Linked DNA regions of Triticum aestivum: region 2 is linked to region 1. Evidence: chromatin contacts called from public Hi-C data. All regions are on one chromosome and are shown on one strand. Each heading gives the region's core, a stretch centred on a gene start, on an enhancer-like site or on the middle of the called end of the contact. The rest is flanking DNA. Distances are from core to core; before and after follow the strand shown. Region 1 holds the start of LOC123159881. Region 2 holds the start of LOC123159051 (lysophospholipid acyltransferase LPEAT2).

Region 1 (4,562 bases), core at 1,488-3,987:
AGCCTAGCAAGAGTGTAAGCTGGCGAGAGGGGCCTGATTATGCTATTTTCACGGCACGTCCCCGAAGGGGTGCGCTATGCATTTGGCTCCGGCGATCCTCCACTGCTCCATGTCGCGGCGGCAGGCCGCTATGATGCTGCGGGCGCATGGTGATTTCCCTCTAAAGGTGCACGCATTCCGCTCTAACTAGATTTGCCAGACCATCAAAGTGAGCAGGGATCTGGTGCCCTTCCTCATGCCTGGGTTGGCTCCATCGATGATCAAACGAACCCTCTCGGCAGTGGACCTTCCCGTGCTCCAGATGGAATGGCTGAAAGAGTGGCAGCCTAGCCAGGTTGCCACCTCATTCTAGCACTGAATGGCAACGGTGCACTCCCAGAACAGGTGCGACGAGGACTCAAGATTGCGCAGGCATAGCTGGCAGAAGTAGCTGTTAATCCATCCGCGTCTCTGTAGTCTATCGTTGCACCATAATCGATCTAAGTGCAGCAGCCAGAGAAGGACTTTCGTCTTGTCAGGAGCCCAGGCCTTCCAGATGGTTGCTGTGAAGTCAAGTGCCGGGCGCTCTTCAAACTGAACGTCGTAGGCGGAGCGCGTGGAGTAGTTGCCGGAGTTGCCTCAGGTCCAGGTGATGGTGTCAGCCCTGCCAGCTTGAAGCGTGATGCCAGCGCTTCGGATCTCCCTGGCGAGCTGCAACACCGTGTGCATGATGTTGTCATGATCACCATGGCGGAGGTCGAGTACCCATCGGTCTTGATGCAGGGCTTCTTGAACGGATCTGTTCTTGCGGGCGGAGTGAGCAAACACTGCGGGGTATGCCTGACATAGTTGTCTGCCGTTGAGCCAGGGAGAGTGCCAGAAGGAACTCGTTGAGCCGTCCCCGACGGTGACGGCCATGCAGGCAGCGAACAGGGCGCGATCGGCGTCGTCGCATGGAGAGCTGGTGCCAACCCAGGGGCAGGAGGGTTGCGTCCATGCAAGCCATAGCAATCGCAGGCGGAGGGCCCGGGCGAACTTCGCCAGATACATCCATTTTTATCGATTTCTTCGACAAGTAATTCCGAACGGAGGGAGTACAAAATAGCTTCAAATATAAACATTTATGGCAGACGAAACTACGAACTGATCAACATCGATGTGCATCTTCTTTCTGTAGACCTTATCTTTTAAATCCAAGCATTATTTTGTGGATTAGAAGATGAAAGAAATTAAGAAGAGATTACCGTAGAAAACGTGCAAACTCACGTACGAGGTGTACCCAGAATGAAGGAGCCCACGTAACCGCACCGGGGGAGAGTCACCCACGTGCGCTCGATAGCATCGAGCCCAGGCCTAGCTTGTGAAAAACTGCCAAATCGAGCATTCTCTGGGAACCAGACCCAGAGATGTTCTAAACTTCATGCAATGCAGACCCGACGATGAATGCAGGCAATCCAACAGGCTAAATTCCTTCCGCGCAACTTGTGTACGCAGACACCCAAAGATGTCTCGGACAATTGCATTCAAAATAGCCTGAATGTTAATAGATTGTTTCAGCTTTCAGATTCGGCTTCACCGGCCAAGCTGAATCTGGCCTCGAAGCTCAAACAAACAGACCCGAGCGCGGAAGAAACACTTCGACGTCCCTGCGGCGCAGAGAGAGAGAGAGAGAGAGAGTGACGAACTGTGCGGGTTGCAAAAAGGGCCGCCGTACTATGAACACTGCAGTCCTGCAGAGCAGAGCGCAAGAAGCATACTCAACGAGAGTACATGATATGGCAAGCGGATGAATTGTTAAAAATAAATTACCCAAACACAAACACAAGATGATAACAGCATATATTTATTTCTACTGCGCACCGGCGACGGCGGCCGGGGCGGCCTCGCCGCGGGCCTCGTCGTCGTCGACCCACGACCAGTAGTGCCGCTTCACGGTGATGGCCGCGCCGCCGCCGTCGTGGCCCTCGCCCTCGCCGCCCTCCTCCGTGTCGAACTCGCCCTCCTCCGGGACGCCCTCCACGAGCTCCGCGTCCACCGCGTGCAGCACGTACCTGGCGGGGAGTCCTGGGTACGAGACGGACTCCCGCTCCTCCACGCGCGGCTCCGGGACCGCCCCCACGATCCGGACGCGGGCGCGCTCGCCGAGCTCCTCGACGACGGCGCGGGCCGCGGCGGCCTCGGGGGTCTCCCCGGGGCGCATCTTCTCGGAGAGCGGCCGCGCGGCCCGGCGGCGGAGCGTGCCGTCGGAGAGCAGCTGGCGGGTCTCCACGAGGAGCGCGCCCCGGCGATTGCGGATGCGCACGGTGGCGACGTGGACGGCGCGCACGACGAGGGCCGGTGGGGAGGAGGCCGCGGGCAGGAGCGTGCAGTCGCCGCAGGAGAGCTCCAGGAAGAGGTTGAGCAGGTTCTTGGTCCCCGGCGCGGATCCCCAGGAGGCGAGCGCCGGGCCCGGGAGGCGCGGCCGGAGGTACGCCGCGAGCGAGTCTAGCGTCGGGAAGGCCAGCGGCCGCGGCGGCGACGGCGGCCGCATCTGGTGCCCGTCGTCGATTTGGGGGCGGACGAGTTTCCTTCTCCTCCAGATGAGAATTCCTCCGGTGGGTTGCGTTGCCGGAACGGAAGCATGGCGCTCGGGCTTAGGAAATGCTAGGCGTGGGCTCGGTTACATGGGCTAGTGGAGGCCCATACAAGAAAACAGCAATTACGACGGTCCAGCACGAGCTGGACACGGAAGCGGAAGCCCAGCAGGAATCGGTGGAATCGATCACAAAACAGAAGAAGCAATCGAGGTCTCTTGTCCCCAACCGCCACCGGAATTTCTAGACGCGTCCAAAATCCTCCCGGCGGCTGGGCTTCTCGCCGTCCGTCGCCGCCGGGCGACGCGTGCACGGCCGCTGTCGCCGAGGCTCTCCTCTCCTCTCCAGAAATCGTTTTCCTTCGCGGCTGGGCGATGGATTTGGGGACGGAGAATCGCCTTGCGGCGTTGCTCCTCGAGGAGGCCCGGAGGCTGCGGATGCAGGTGGAGAAGGAAGGGGTGCACGCCTATCTGCAGAAACCTAATGTGAGGCACCGCCCCTACTCGCGGTTCCTTGCCGCCACCGTTCTTGGCGTTCATCAAGGTCGGTTGGTTGCTCCTTACTTTTTTGTTCGACGCTAATATGATTGATTCACTGGCCAACTAAGCATCCCCTTTTATCCATTTTGATGACAAGTATTTCCGGACGGAGGGAGTAGTTGTTGGTTATGCTCAAAGCCCAGCTAATATGATTGATTAATTAAAATTACTACGAAGTTACGAGTATAGTGCAAAATGACATGTCTTGTAGTAAAAAAAATGTTTTGTTTCTGCTAGCCCTCACATCCAAAAACGTTCATTTGAAAGAATCTACTTTGTTGAGAATTTTCCGGTAGAAATACAGTTTGGAACTTTCTTTTTGAAATATATTTTCTCTTTTTGTCTGCAGCAAATCGAGTTGTGGAAGTTAATGAGATGTGGCGTGCCAGGGAGAAGGAGCTGGAGCTGGAATTGAAGATGAAAACCAGAACCAATGGTCGAATTGACTCGAGATCCCAGAAACGGAAGAACGACTCAAGAGACCAGAGCCCTGTTTCTAAGACCCAGCGAGACAGACCGTATGGCGCATCATTTTCGTCAAGGGATTCACAAGGCAGTTCTTATTCGGACCGGGGGGATGGGCTAGGCGATGATGAAATCGAAGAGTTTCTTCGATCAAGGTCAGTTACGGTTTTGATCAACAACACACTGGGAGAAATGAAATATTGAGAAAAAAATAATCTGATATTAATTGAAGATGTGATCTTTCTATGATGTCATGTGTGTACTTTACATGTGACTAATCACAAAATCATAATCTTACAATGTTCTTGTTTTAATAAGAAATGTAGTTAGCCTATACATTTGTATTTGCACATGCATAGGCCATCTATCTGTTCCAATTTTCACTAGACACGCAGTTTCTTTGTTAGGGTGAAGCGCGGGCGAGGAGCCATTGGTTCTAGAATGGATGAGCCTGGCCCATACCTCAAGCCTCCATCCGGCGTGAAAGATAATTCAGTAAGTCCGGATGCACGAGTGAAAGAAGAACGGAAGCACCGAGTTTATGGTCCAGAGAAGCCACTATTTTTTAGATCTAAATACTCAGACGAGGAGCCATCCACCTCGAAGCACAAGCACATAAAAGAAGAAAAGAACAATAGTAGCAACCGAGAGAGAAAGGAGGAGAACAGGAGGTCCAAACATCACCACCGTGAACATAAAAGCCGAAGTAGGGAGTGATGGCTGATGATTAATCGGAATGTGGAGAAAAGTTTCACCCTTTGCCGCTAAGTAGTGACCTGTTGAAATTATTGTATCAAATAAAACATGTCTCTTTTGAAGTGAATAGAAGGTCTTTTCTCTCATTGGTTTTTGGCCCTAGACTTCTACTTGGTGATTTGCGTTAGTTATGTGTTTGCAATTATGATGTGTTTTCGAAGTAGACATGCTCTGTTATGTTCTTCATTGTTCCGTCTCTCCCTTCTAAACAATCTACCCTTCATTCTCATTTAATGACAATTGTAACCTA
Region 2 (4,589 bases), core at 1,564-4,063, 210 kb before region 1:
GGTCAAAGCTGGCACATGAATTTAGAATATAGAGACAGTGTTGTAGGTGGCCTGTTACCTTTCCAGCTTCTTCTGCTCTTGACGCAATCATTGAATCAGCATATGAATAAGAAGTCGGTAAAACATTAAGGGCGTGTGCCATAGCATAGCTGGTCTGTAGAATAAAAATATTATGACCACATTGCTACAGAAACCATAGGAGTTGAAAGGACGATTCATTTGAGTAAAACAGTATTACATTCTCTGCAAAATGAAGGGCATTCTCCTGCTTGATCTCAGGGGGGTAGACAATAGGGAGGTACTCTACCTGTAAAATCAATTATTCATATAAGGAATGAGCTTATTGTGTGAGGAATTGCTGCCAATAAACATGAGAGACAGTGGTTGGGGTGTGCAAGAAATGCAGACCTCCATGAAGTTGTGAAACTGGGTGAACATCTTGAACATGAGTGCTATTAGTGATATGTTTCCCCTGAAACACAATAACAATTATGACAGGGAACAGCGCAAAAAGAAAAAAGAAGAAGAATGCATAATCTTAGAGAAACTAACCAGGACTGGTCAAAGTGCACATGGGGGTAACGAACAACAACCGGTTGAACAGGGTAGCCAGGTATGAATGCTCCATGTTGGAATGAAATCAGAAATCTCCCATTGGTTGTAGTGCCTTCAGGGAACAACAGGACACGCGGAAAGCTATTGCCACCTGCCTTTCTCTGAAAGCACATCCTAAAATGTACCATATGAACAAAATAACTAATAGACAATAAAGTTGTTTGTCTTATGTTATAGTATGAGTTGCATGGAATCAACTTTTAAAATCAGTTACACCGTGCACTTTAGACGACAGTAGGAAGTGCAGAACAACTATGGGGTCAAGGCCTGATGGGAAGCATCCTAACCTTTATTTCATTCACAGCTGACTTCCTTGAAGCCGGCGAGAATCTATCAACGTATATAACCTGTAAGATAGGTATAAATTGTCATAAAGTTTGACACTTGAAAGGAACTTGCAAATTGAAATGCTTCAAGAGGAGAATGTAAAGGTACATGCCTGCATTGCTCTTATGATTGTTCCAACAAATGGTATGGCATCATGGGAATCCGATGAAACAATGGTTGGGAACAATTCATAGAAGAAGTATATGGGATCTATGTATGATACATGATTGGAAACAACTATAGGTGCAAGCTCTCTAGGCGCAGGCCTTCCTTTTCGTGTGATCCAGTGATACCTGAGAGTACAAACGAGTGGCCAACAAATATCAGACAGTACTCAATAGCAATATAAGATGGGAAAATATGATAAGTATGCGGTCAAAACCAGAAACCCTCCAGTAAGTATAAACAAGCAGTAGAGCACATTGTACAAATGATTTTTCGCCAGTTAGCTTTTCATTTTATTTCAGGGAAGGTTGGTAAGCAAGGTTCCTCACCAGTCACCACTTTGACATCGTTTTAGAAACATTCAACGAATTGTATCCAAAACGTTCAACTGAGCAATTGCCAGTTGTGTAAGGCATAAGGTCATACGCCCCACAAGCAGAACCCATGAAATGTGCTTCCAGCATGGACATCATCATCATTTGAATTATCTACACATTATTCCCATTTGAATTATCCACAGTCACACACATTACAGACCACCTGGTTCATGTCCCCAATTAACAAGGATGTAACAAAATTATCAGGGGTAATTTTGTTGAAATAATTGTCCTCTTCTAATTCTTGGGTAGCTCTCTCTAACTAGCTCCTCATATAAAAATTGTCGAGGCATATCACCAGCAATGTTGTGATCTACAAACCCAAGCAAAAGCTAACCAGAGGGAGACGGACCGTGCAAGAATCAGTTTCCAACCTACGGTGAACTGTGATATTAACCAGACGGGCCCTCCCGTTCCTGTCGGTCAGCCGTATTAAGTGCATGTCGTAACAAACAAAGTCACCCGCACGGTCCTTCACCTTCCGAGATGATACGGCGTCGGCGTCGCCCCCACCAAACAAATCGCTGCCCACACACGTGCCGCAAGGCAAATCCCCCCCAAATTCTGCAAACCAACCAAACTTCTCCCGATCGCGTCATCCATCCGCGGCAGCTTCGGCATGTGTCGCCTCGCCGCCGAAACCTAATCATCTAGTGAAACAAATTCGAAGCTTCCCAGCGGCTCATCGATCGAGCGCCAAATGTTCAGATCAGATCGAAACCCAATCCGAGCAGAGCTGCTGCTGCTAGCGGCGCTTGCTGAGGCGGAGGCACTGACCCGAAGGAGAAGAGGATGCAGCGCGCAGAGAGCCGGGTGACCCACATGAGCCGGCGGCGCCAGGCCGGCATGGGGCCGGCGCCCTCCCGCGGGCGCTCCCGCGAGTCGGTCCAGCCGCGCAGCGCCACCCACGTGGCGGCGTACCCGATCGCGATGGCCAGCCCGAAGAGCACGAGCCGCGCCGTCGCGACCGGCGCGAGCAGCAGCGTCCTGGCCCACCCGTAAGGGCCGCCCAGCCACGGCGTCCTGTTGCGGAACGGGTCGGCGGGGGACGGGCCCGGCGGCCGCGGCGGGCGGCTGTCCTCCGAGAGGAACGCGAACGGGTCGCCGCCGCCTCCGCCGTCGCACACCGAGGCGGCGGCGCAGAGGTCGTCGTCGCCGTCGTGGCCCCGCGCGTGGCCGTTGGCGGCGCGGGTGGGCGTGGTGGGCGTGATGGAGTCGGAGAGGAGGGGCGTGGCGAGGGAGGAGGCCGGGGTAGGGCCATGATTTCGAGTGGCCATGGATGGGGGCGGGGGGGGGGGGGGGGCCGGTGGGGACAGCGACGGCGGGAGGAAGCGGGAGGCTGGAAAAGGAGCAATGGAGGAGGCGAGTTATGGCTTATATGAAAAGCAAATAGCGAAGCGGAGGGAGGGAGGAGATGATCGTTTTTGTGGTCGTGGGGCTCGTGGCCTCGTGGGTTCGTTTTTTTTTTTTTTTTTGCGTTCTGGCACTCTCGGATCTTGTTTTTTCATGTATTGCCCCGGGTCAGAGAATGGTCAGAGATCCTTTTAAGAGAACTGAAAATATAAAATAAAATTTGAGCCAGGTAAATTTTGCAAGTAGGGGATGGGGGTGCAAAACCTGAAAAATGGCAGGAGTATTTGTTTCCATAAAAATAGGAGAAATGCAAACAAATATGGTCCCGCGAGAGATTCAAATTCCCAACGAAAAAATCAATAAGAATTTGGTTTCGCAATTGTTTGATCCAAATCACTGCCATAGAAAAGTACTCTAAATATTCCCTACAAAAGAAACATATAAATCTTATACTCTAGAGAGGGCCTTCACCTTTTGTCATATTTTTCAATGAAAACATATACATCTCGGTCAATTGAGAATTAGCCAACCCCAAGTTGGTTTTACAAATTTATCCATAGATGCTTAAATTAATGTTCACTTTCTTGTAAGACTTTGTTCATCTAGTATACGAAATGTGTTATTGTCTCGCCAGTTGATTTTACTAATATGTTAATGCAGTTTTTTAAAAGTCCACCTTGTTGTACTATACCCGGCAGCAAGATAGTACAACAAGCAAATAGCAAAGCGGAAGAAGGAGGACGAGATGATCGTTTGTGTGGTCATGGGGCTTGTGTCATGTTGCGTTTTTTCCTATATTGCCCTCGATCAGAGAATGGTCGGCACTCTTTCTCAAAAATTACTATAGAATAATGAGCATACAAAATAAAAGTTTGACGCAATTAAAAAGTGCAAAACCTGAAAATGGCAGGAGTATTTGTTTCTATAAACATAGGGGAAATGCCAAAAAATATGGTCTCATGAGAGATTGAAATTCCCAACAAAATAACAATAAGAATTTGGTTTCGCAATTTTTTATCCAAATCATTGTGCTATAGGAAAATACTCTAAATATAGTCCAAAAATGAAATGTAAAAATCTTCTCTAGAGAGGGCCTTCCCCTTTTGTCATTTCTTTAATGAAGACATATACATCTCGAGCAATTTGGGAATCAACCAACCCCAAGTTCAGATTACAAATCTATCCATATATGCCTAAAGTAATGTTCACTTTCTTGTAAGAATTTATTCATCCTGTACACAAAATGTATTATTGTCTCCTCTTTACTAAAATGTTCATACAATTTTTAAAAGTTCACCTTGTTGTACTTTACTAGGCAGCAAGACTGGTAAGCTATAAAGGAAAACACCCTGTTGTATTACCTTTTCTTGAAGTTTAGCAAAAGAAGATCTTTCACGGATTGATGAAATCTTGGGCGATTGTAAATTAGAAAAACCTTTTGTAATCTATCTGCATGCTTCTAATTGCATTTTCTCTGCATGCAATAGTTAATACTTTTTAATTAGTTCCATATTTGGTATCTTTTATTTTGTACGGTAGCCATGATTTACCTGTTCATATTATCCTGGTTGTGCAAATAAGCATTTACCAAAAAAAATCATGCTCATAATTTACCTGCCAAGTAAATTATCCGATTTGGTAAACCCTTATTGCCTTACCAAAAATAAATAAGATTGTATTTCGTAATCAATAAAAGATGGGGTAGTTAAAGTGTTTTTAGGTAAAACTAATGAAATAATTCATAGATATGAG

The links. A called contact is a pair of places that touch in the nucleus more often than the background predicts.
Region 2: a Hi-C map of leaf shows a contact between it and region 1, with 3 times the contacts expected there. The contact joins the promoter of LOC123159051 here to the promoter of LOC123159881 in region 1. A contact is called at or near these places in 4 of 5 Hi-C or Micro-C datasets (leaf, root and an unstated tissue).

What each region holds. Positions count from the first base shown.
Region 1 is chr7B:552,845,737-552,850,298 of IWGSC CS RefSeq v2.1, reverse strand. It overlaps LOC123159881, which reads right to left and starts at 2,737. Exons shown (of 2, transcript XM_044577691.1): 1 at 1,840-2,737; 2 at 1,099-1,709. The coding sequence starts at 2,509. The coding sequence ends at 1,693.
Region 2 is chr7B:553,056,728-553,061,316 of IWGSC CS RefSeq v2.1, reverse strand. LOC123159051 (lysophospholipid acyltransferase LPEAT2) reads right to left here and starts at 2,813. Exons shown (of 13, transcript XM_044576852.1): 1 at 2,262-2,813; 2 at 1,055-1,235; 3 at 903-962; 4 at 553-716; 5 at 409-472; 6 at 239-307; 7 at 59-154. The coding sequence starts at 2,761.